Regions from separate parts of the Mus musculus genome. Here region 1 is linked to region 2. A link is a contact called in public HiChIP or PLAC-seq data. All regions are on one chromosome and are shown on one strand. Each heading gives the region's core, a stretch centred on a gene start, on an enhancer-like site or on the middle of the called end of the contact. The rest is flanking DNA. Distances are from core to core; before and after follow the strand shown. Region 1 holds the start of F11r (F11 receptor). Region 2 holds the start of Cfap126 (cilia and flagella associated protein 126).

What was found. HiChIP or PLAC-seq counts read pairs in DNA pulled down with a chosen protein or histone mark.
Region 1: a contact with region 2 is called in an H3K4me3 HiChIP or PLAC-seq map of embryonic stem cells, with 14 read pairs. The contact joins the promoter of F11r here to the promoter of Cfap126 in region 2. A contact is called at or near these places in 14 of 39 promoter capture datasets (the C10 cell line, the HPC-7 cell line, HPC-7-derived erythroid cells and 6 more), 3 of 484 Hi-C or Micro-C datasets (cardiomyocytes, embryonic stem cells and uterus), 7 of 115 datasets of contacts at active chromatin or transcription factors (embryonic stem cells, microglia and pancreatic cancer cells) and 3 of 9 other capture datasets (adipose tissue, embryonic stem cells and liver).

What each region holds. Positions count from the first base shown.
Region 1 is chr1:171,434,004-171,438,859 of GRCm38.p6, reverse strand. F11r (F11 receptor) reads right to left here and starts at 1,299. Exons shown (of 10, transcript NM_172647.2): 1 at 1,159-1,299. The coding sequence starts at 1,219. It overlaps Gm26641 (predicted gene, 26641), which reads left to right and starts at 1,538. Exons shown (of 2, transcript NR_151523.1): 1 at 1,538-1,618.
Region 2 is chr1:171,120,955-171,125,237 of GRCm38.p6, reverse strand. Cfap126 (cilia and flagella associated protein 126) reads right to left here and starts at 2,193. Exons shown (of 5, transcript NM_001379426.1): 1 at 2,045-2,193; 2 at 142-204. The coding sequence starts at 2,071.

The DNA of each region.
Region 1 (4,856 bases), core at 50-2,549, 310 kb before region 2:
CTTATGATTGTTCTCCAAAAAGGTTACCAAAACGAACTGCCTTTAGAAGACAGCGATACTGACTGTAATGGTTTATTTCCTTTATCCTCTCTAAAATACTAACCGTGAAGGGAAACAGATTCATACGGAACACATTCCAACAACAGGAGTGTGTGACACTCAGGAACCAGACATAGCACACCCAAGTCCCTGGGTTTGGTCCTCGGCTCCGAAGGGTGGTGGCGGCAGGGAAAGGAGACAGATAAATATACAGGTGCTGACACACACTGACCAAGGGAACAAACCAACCTACCTCACACTCAACCTCATACAAACACACCTCGAGATAGTCATGCCCCAGCATGCGAGCCTGGCTGTTTCTCAGGAAAAGGAGTCGACAAAGAAACAAAAAAACTCTCATTCCGGGCAAGGGGGAGGGCAGAGTTCTGGCTCTAAGGAGATCCAGCCAACCAATAGACCTACTCTTGCCCCAGGGAATCCTTACTCCGTCAACAACCTTAATTAACGACTCTTTGCTACCTAGTCAAGAAAGGAATTCTGAATCTGAGAAATTTTAGAGAATTCATTTCTTCTTCAGACGCCGAACCTCGGCATTAATCCCAGAAGGTCTACTACTTAACAAGAGGAAGAAACCCTTCTACAAAAGCCAGGAAAAGAAATCTTCCCTACCCAGCCCACCCCCCTCCTCATTACATTTCCTTCTAGGGCACTTGAGCCAAGGGAGTCCGGGTGAGAGGCTCAAGGTTTCTCTGAGATCTCCGAGAATGTCGGAAGGGCAGGATAGACCTTCCCAGACGTATACTATGGAGAAGAACGGCTAGCGAAATAGTTGGGTTTGGGGAGGGTCCTCGGGTCGTTAGGGGAGACCCAGAACCATGGACCCTCCCGGGTTATTTTTGGTGCTTCCGCAGAGAGGGTACTCCCGGCACCGAGTGGGAGGTAGGGTCACAGATCACCGGCTTGGGCGAAGGGAGCCAGCCAGTCTCCCGGTGGGGGAGGGGAACGGAGAGTGACCAGACCCGGGCGGAAAAGTGGACTCCCAGGGCGAGGCAGGCAGGCAGGTTTCTGGACTCCTCCCTTCCCGTCGGCGCGTGGGGATCGTCCTCTTCCAGCCTCTCCCCGGACCCACCTAATCCTCCAAAAACTCTAGGAACTCACCCAGGATCATAGACGTGAAGAGAAACAACAGTTTCCTCCCGGCTTTCCCCTCGGTGCCCATTACAGTTACAATCCCGACGCGACGGGCACAGCAACTCCAATGGGAACAGCCTCGCGATCCACTGCCCTGGGCTGGACTCTAGCAGCCAGGTTAAGCCCGGCCCGCCTTTCTCTCCACGCCCGGTGGGCGGCGCCCGGCTTCCCCGCGTTCCGATTGGTGAAAAGAGAGGGAGCTCCGATGAGTGACTCACCGTACGCAGGTGCAACCCCGAACTTTCCTCCTTCTTGAGTCCGATTGGTGGCTTTCACCTCTAGAGACCTCTGGTTGGCCCAGGAGACTGTCGCTTAAAGAAACCAAGGCCTCCTCTTCGGCAGGTAAGGGCATCCCAATTGGGCAGCAAGGCATGCAGATAGAGCCTTTCGGACTGCCAGGCCCTCGATAGTCATCTCTAAAGAGAAGGTGAGTAAGGTCACTGCCTGTGAGATGCAGGAATGTGCTTGGTTGATTTCTCTTCCATTACTTTTCAATTGCTTGATGGTGCAGAATCTTTGGTCCCCTCCCCCTTGGTAAGTGAAAAACACAAATTAATATAGGAAGGTGTAGGGAGAGGGTTGAGACAAGAGAGACATCTTGACTATCCCAAACTGGGTTGCTCTCAAAAAGAAACCTACATAGACGGATACAGGAAGCATCCAGATAATAAAAGCTGACCCATACTTCTTGGGAGGACTGGGAATATGTCTTTTATACATACACATAGGATCTATGTCAGCAGCTCCTTTGCTGGGCCTTACATTTGGATTAGCTTTTGTTTTCTAGACCAGGGCTAGCTATGTCGCTGAGGCTGGCCTCAAACTGTGGATCTTCCTATAAAAATGGCTATGCCAAGAGGTATGTAAGTACAGAAAGATTGGGGGCTCAGCCTTAGGTATCTAATAAGCCGTAGACCAGCCTGGGATTCATGAGACCCTTTCTCAGAGGAAGGGAAGGGGGTGGGAGGGGAGGAGGAGAAGGATAGAAAGGGGGAAAAAACCCAACCTAGTGTTTATGCTTGTAATCCCAGGACTGTAAAAGACAGGGACAGCAGGATTAGGAGTTTAAGGCTATCCTTGACAAGGTAGCAAATCAGAGAATAGCCTAAGCTACAAGAGACCCCATTTCAAAAATAAAACAGGCTGGAGAGATGACTTAGCAGTTAAGAGTGCATGCTACACTGGGCTTGGTAGCCCATGCTTTTAATCCCGGCACTGGGGAGGCAGAAGCAGGTAGATCTTTGTGAGTTCAAGACCAGCCTGATCTACATTGTGAGTTCCAGGACAGCCAGAGATGCAGTGTGAGACCCTGTCTCAAAAAACCACCACCAACAGCAACAACAATCAGCAAGTTTACCAAGCATCTCCTGGATGAGACTGGAAAGTATAAATAAATTAAAACAACATTTCTGACTTCAAGGTTGGCAGTTAAAATAAACAGGACAGTGTGTAACCAAGAAAGAAACTTTGTACTACTAAACTGAAACAAATATTTGGGTATCTGCCAAGGGCAAACTTGTTATTCACCCTCAAAGAAAGTTGAAGTCCTAAACTGAGACTTATACACAGTTTTGGCATTTGTTTGGCCTGATCTTGCTTTAGCCCAGGCTGCTCTGCAACTCACATATGGCCCCAAATATCCTTGAACTTAGGACGTCTCAGCCTCCCTGAATACCAAGATTACAGTATGACCCACTCACTATACCTGTTGGGTTCTGGATGGAAGCTGAGAAGGCTCACTTCAGAGACAGAAACGTCAAAACAGAAGCCTTATTTTCTGAGCGGTCAGGAGGTGGCCAAGTTGGGGGTCTGAACCACATCCCCAAGGAAGCTGTGTTGCATTTTTAAAGGGTAAAACTGCAAAAGGAGGGAGGGGCTGGGTGAGCTGCAGGGTCATCGAGCATATTTTTGCATTAATGGTTAAGCATGCACGACAGTGTTTGTTGAAGACTGGGCTTCCTCCAGGACACCTGGCTTGAAGGCCTTTAATTCATCCTTTAGGACACTGGGTCCAGAATCCATGGCTCTCAGTTCATCCTCCTGGACATTTGGTCGGGAGCTCAAAGTGATAAAAGGAACAAAGGCGCTGGTCAGCTGCATGCAGTTAATGAGGGCTTGGCAGGCTTTGGCTATAAATTTTTACAACTTAGGCACCTCAGTCAAGATAACAGCAAGTTTTACATTCTTTTCCCAGTTTACCAGACAATTAAGCGGACATTTGGAGGGTCAGGGTAGGAGTGTCCTCCACCCCGGGAATGTGAACCTGGCTTGACCCTGTTAACAAAATGTGAGAGCAAAAATGGGAGAGTTGCCTCAGAGACAGGCTGGGTTCTAGCGGCTCTCCTCTTACATACCTAATAAATATGTACAAATGTTTTTTAGTTCCCAACCACTGTGCTCTGGCATTACACAAAATGCTAAACCATTATTTTTCCCTGATAGCCTTTCCATTAAAAGGGAAGAAAAAAAGGTTTTAGGAGCTGGAATGATGGCTCAGTGATTAAAGACTGTGCCCCATTCTTCCAGAAGACCCACAGAATTTGCTACACACACACACACACACACACACACACACACACACACACACACACATATATATATATACACATACATACATATAATTTTTTGGTAGCACTGAGGATTTGAACCCAGGGCCTTATTCATAATAGACTTATAGTCCATCACAGAATTATAGACCCAGTCTATTTATTATTTTTATTTTATTTGGGAACAGGGTGAAGTATGGACTTACTATATTTTCCAGGGTGTCCTGAGCTCTCACTGTGTGGTCTAGCTTAGCCTTGAACTCTCGGCACTCCCCATATACAAGCAATAAGCTACCACGCCTTGCTTGATTTTTTTTTTTTGATATATTGGCATATATACTAGTATGCTGGCTAGTTGTATGTCAGCTTGACACAAGGTAGAGCCTTTGGGAAGAAAGGATCTCAACTGAGAAAATGTCCCCACCAGACTGACTCACAGTAGGCAGTGCCACCCCTGGGCTGATGGGCCTGGATGATATAAGAAAGCAAGCTAGGCAGTCCAGTAAGCAACACTCCTCCATGGCTTCTGCATCAATCTATCTTCAGGTTTCTGCCTTGAATTCTCACCCTGACGTCCCTGGTATGGACCACAAGCTGTAAGCTGAAATTAACAGCTGAGCCATCTCTCCAGCCCATCAGCTCAATTCTTGTAGGGTTGTTTGTTTTGTGTTCTTGTTTTTGTTTTGTTCTCCAGCACCACCACCCCTTGAATTGGACAGTTTGCCATGGCAGAAATGCATGCAAAAGGAAACGGTCACATCTCAAGCCAGGATGCAGACACTGGGTGCATCTAGGCTTCCTCTGTGACAGCCTTCCAAGAACTACTAAGCTGTCCTAGAAGAAATTCCTTAATCTCCTTTGAGGGTTTCCAGTGACCCAAGGATCTCCTGTCACCAGTGCCCGCCCCCTCTTTCCCTCTGTCTCTATCTATCTGTCTCACTCTCTGTGTTTCTCCCCTTGCCCTGTGTGTGTGTGTGTGTTATATGAATGCTTGTATGTTGCAGGTATGCATGCCCACTAATGTACAGAGGCAGAGGAAGATGTCAGGTGTCCTGCTCTGCCACTCTTGACCTTTTTGCCTTGAATCAGGGTCTCTCACTGACCTTACAGCTAGAACTG
Region 2 (4,283 bases), core at 944-3,443:
AGTGAAAGAGGGGCTTGGGGTAAAAGTATGGGAGAGAAACACATGGACTGTTCAAGGGCTAAGGGACTTAGGTCTTAGGGAGAACCAGTGGGGCCAGTCATCGGAAACTGGCCTTGGAGAGGGGCACTGAGCTCAGAATACCTCTTTCGTTGGCCTGGCAGGAGACCAGTTCTGCAGGTACGTGGGTAAGTAAGCTTTTTCATACTGTGGAGAGAAAGAGGAGAGTTCCTGTGAGGCTCCGAGGCTCCCCCGTGAGATGGTGACACTGTTCTCTACAGTTAGGTGAACTCGAACTCACTGTGGCAAGGGTATGTAGGGAGGAAGCTATCATAAGGGAGGTAGGTGCTAAGACAATGGGTTGCAGAGTATAAGGAGAGCTGACCTGGGCACTAAGTCTGGGAAGAAAAGCCTACCAGCTGGAGGGAAGGGTTGAGAACAGTATACTGACTCTTGTGTAGGAAGATGCCCTGACAAAACCCAACAGTTGGTATGCCAACCTACAAGCAACACGAAAAGAAGAGAGCTAAATACAAAGAGAGACGAGATTGTGTCTGGCTTTGCCACGCTGCATATTGAACCCAGGATCTTGTGCGTGCTAGGTAAGTATGAGATTATAATCTGTTTGCTCAAGATGTGTACCAGGGGTGTAGCTCTGAGTTACAGTGCTTATCTAGCATGTACAGAGCTATGGTCCTCAGCGCTAGTGGGGAAAAATGGATTTTAAGGAGCTGGTATAAAATAGGTGTGTGTGTGTGTGTGTGGTTAGACTTTTTAAAAATGCAATTAAATGTTAATGTTTGAGGTTTATTATATTCTACTGAGCATTACAAAATTTAATTTTTAATTTTCACATAGCTGCTAAAACCTTTTAAATTATGTTTGTGACACACTGCTGGAGACTGCTAGATTAGACCAAGGGATGGTAACCAAATCCACATTGCTACCTGCTTTTAGAAGGCCAAGGGGCAGAAAACGCCACTTTCTTTCTTTCTTTCTTTCTTTCTTTCCTCTCTCTCTCTCTCTCTCTCTCTCTCTCTCTCTCTCTCTCTCTCTCTCTCTCTCTCTCTCTCTCTCTCTCTTTTTCTTTCTTTCTTTGAGGCTGGGTTCCACCCTTCTGTCCCTGCCTCCCTGGCAAGAACGTTTTTTATTTGTAAAAATAGACCATTTGTAAAAATATTTGTAGACATAAAACAACCATTTGTGTTGCTTTGACAGAAGGTAGTTGGCCAAGGTGGCACACACCTGTAAGCCTCACGCTTAGCAGAGGAAGGTAGGAGGGTTGTGACTTTGTGGTCCAGTCTGGGATAGGTAGGTAGTAGCAAAACCTTACCTGTCTACCTACTCACACACATACACATAAACGAAGAAAAAGAACAACACTAAACTGGGAATACTAAAGAAGGAAAATATTTTCTCCAAAGGAACTCCAAAAATGTGTAGGCAATATTTTGTTTCTTTTCTTACTACAAGACTCTGGCTGGCCTGGAACTCTCTATGTAGACCAGGCTGGCCTCGAACCATCAGTGACTATTTTGTGTCCTTGTTTTCATTCTCTCTCTCTCTCTCTCTCTCTCTCTCTCTCTCTCTCTCTCTCTCTCTCTCTCTCTCTTTCTCTCTCTCTCTGTGTGTGTGTGGAGGGGGAGGGGTTCTCTTGAAGCTCAGGTTAGCCTTGGACTCAGTATGTAGCCCCAGAATGCCTTGAACACCCATCCTCCTGCCTCGGGGACCACTGGGGAGCATCTCTACCCCTATATTTTGAATTTTTCTGAAACAAATTAGTGCTAACTTTCATATAAATAGATATGACTTTGTCACTTGACTTACAAAGCCTAAACTGCTTACTCTGGCCTGTACAAATAAAATCACTGCTTCCTGGCTTACGGTCTACAGATTTAACCCAGATCCTCTTTGCTTGTTCCTGGGCCCTCCCACCCATGAGATGAAGCACCGCCTCAACCCAGTCAGAGTCTGATGGGAGCGGGCAGTCAAGGGCAGCATCTGGAACATAAACTCAAATGTAAAAGGGTGACGAGCAAGCGCTTACCTGGTTGGCACTGTAGTTAGTGGCCATGATCCAGTGCTGTTTACACTTGTTGCCTGGCAACTGCAGAAGGCCAGCCTTCTGGGAGTTACTCCCGGTCAGCAGGGGTTGGGCTACATTCTGTGGTTTACACTACCCTCTTCCTTTCTCTCTGAAACGTAGGTTCATTTTCATTTTAGAGTATAGAGGCCCAAACAAACATGAGAAAATGAACTGAGAAGTAGCCATGGATACCTTGAACACCCCGTCCTCCTGCCTCTGCTTCCAAAATCCCAGGACCACTGAGCAGGACCGCTGCATTTGCCTCAGTTACTATACTTTGCATGTGTCCAAAACAAATCAGGGATAACTGTCATGTAAATAGCTGTTTCCCCAACATAGTTAAGTCTGCTTCAGAATTTCCAGGTTGTCTTTGAATGACATCTTCAACTATTTAAACAAACTTTGAGACCCCCCAACCCCCGTGAGCTGAGTGTGTGAGACACTGTGGTATAATGAACTAAGCCTAACCCCTCATCCATCACACACTGTAGTGATGGCCTGCTTTGTACACTGAAGAATAAGGTGAATGAAATGTTCACAGTGGGAATTGGGCGCTGCCAAGATGCTGCTCACAGGATAACAAAGGCACACTGCTTAGGAAGCAACCAACTGGTTTGTTCCCAAAAGGAAATATATGTCTTATCCTTGGTCCTTAAGTGACTCCTGTCTCCTCCATCCCCCTACAGTCACAGGACCCAAGATATAGCTTCATAGTGTTGGTTAGGATATGGCAAATCAGAACGTAGGGTGGGAAACTGAGTAGGTACCAGGGCCTGAGCCTATTAGCTATAAAACCAAGGAACCCTGAGAGACTCATTGAAATTTCTGTTAAGTCCATCTACTCATCTATTGGGGTGTTAGAACTAAAGAGGGCTTGTCAGTTACAAAGTCTTAAGTTTTAAAAAAAGGAAAAAACCCAAGTTGTCCAAAGATACTTAAGAGCCAGATATGGCTGTGCACGCCTGTAATCCCAGTATCCAGGAAGTGGAGGCAGGAGGATCTCAAGTTCAAGACCAGCCTTGGCTATGTAGTAGGATCCTGTCTCCAAAAAACAGGGAAGGGACTCATGAGGCCCCCCCTCCTTCCTGGAGCTATGGAGGCGTTAACTGTTGCTGGGGGAGGGGCTCACAAGGCCCCGCCCTTTATGTTAATAGTTCTGGAGAGGGCAGGATCTTCTTTTCAGTGTTGTAACCAGCCACACTGGTAGGTGGTCCATGCTCCTGGGAATAACCTCCCACGTGTGCAAGCATCTCTGAGCTCAGACACACACACACACACACACACACACACACACACACACACTCAAACACGAAAGCATGGTGACGCCTCTAACCTCAGAACTTGGAGGAGTCAGACCTCTAAATGTGAGCCAACCAGGTTTACATAGTAAGTTCCAGGCCAGTCAGGGATGCATAGAAAGGCCTTATCTCAACAACCAAACAACAAGAACAAAAGTCCACGTGAAGTGAGAAGAGGGTATAGGGGGAAGCAGGTGGGGTCCACTGGGAGGGGGAGGGGCATAAGAGGGTGAACGCAATCAGAATCCTACATGAATGAAAATGTCACAATGAAACCCATTATTCTATAGATCATAGGTGCTGGTTTGAAGGAAGGACGTGGGGTGGGGAAGGGATCTGGGGAGATGGCTCAGTGACTGGGAGTGCTCTCTGCTCATCCAGTAGAGCCAAGCTGGCTTTCCCAGTGCCCATGGCTCTCAGCCTCTGTAACCACAGCTATGTGGAATCTGACGCCCTCTTCTGAAACAGCTACCTCAACTCACACATATGATTTAAAAACAAATTGTTTCTTTCAAGAAAGCAAGCTGCATGTGGTTGTTTATACCTGCAATCCAAGCCTTTGGGATGCTGAAGCAGGAGGATGGCTCCAAGTTTGGGTTACTTGAGGCTGCCTCCAAAATTCAGTGGGGAGATAATTGCTAGTTCTTTTTTCCCCTAAAATGTTTCTCCTATCCAACCCAGCATAATGATACTCCTGACCCTTCCAGATAATGGGTTAAGAACAGCTCTTATTACAGGCTCTGACAGTTCACAGCTGGGTAATGTGACATAGGCCAGCAGCCCCGTGTGCTCTGTCCCTGTGGTTCTCATTACTCTCTAGAGTGATGGAGGACACAGGAGTTATTTTAGGATCAAGGGCTGTCTCTGCTCTCGAACATCCATTTTGCCCACAAGAGGCAAAG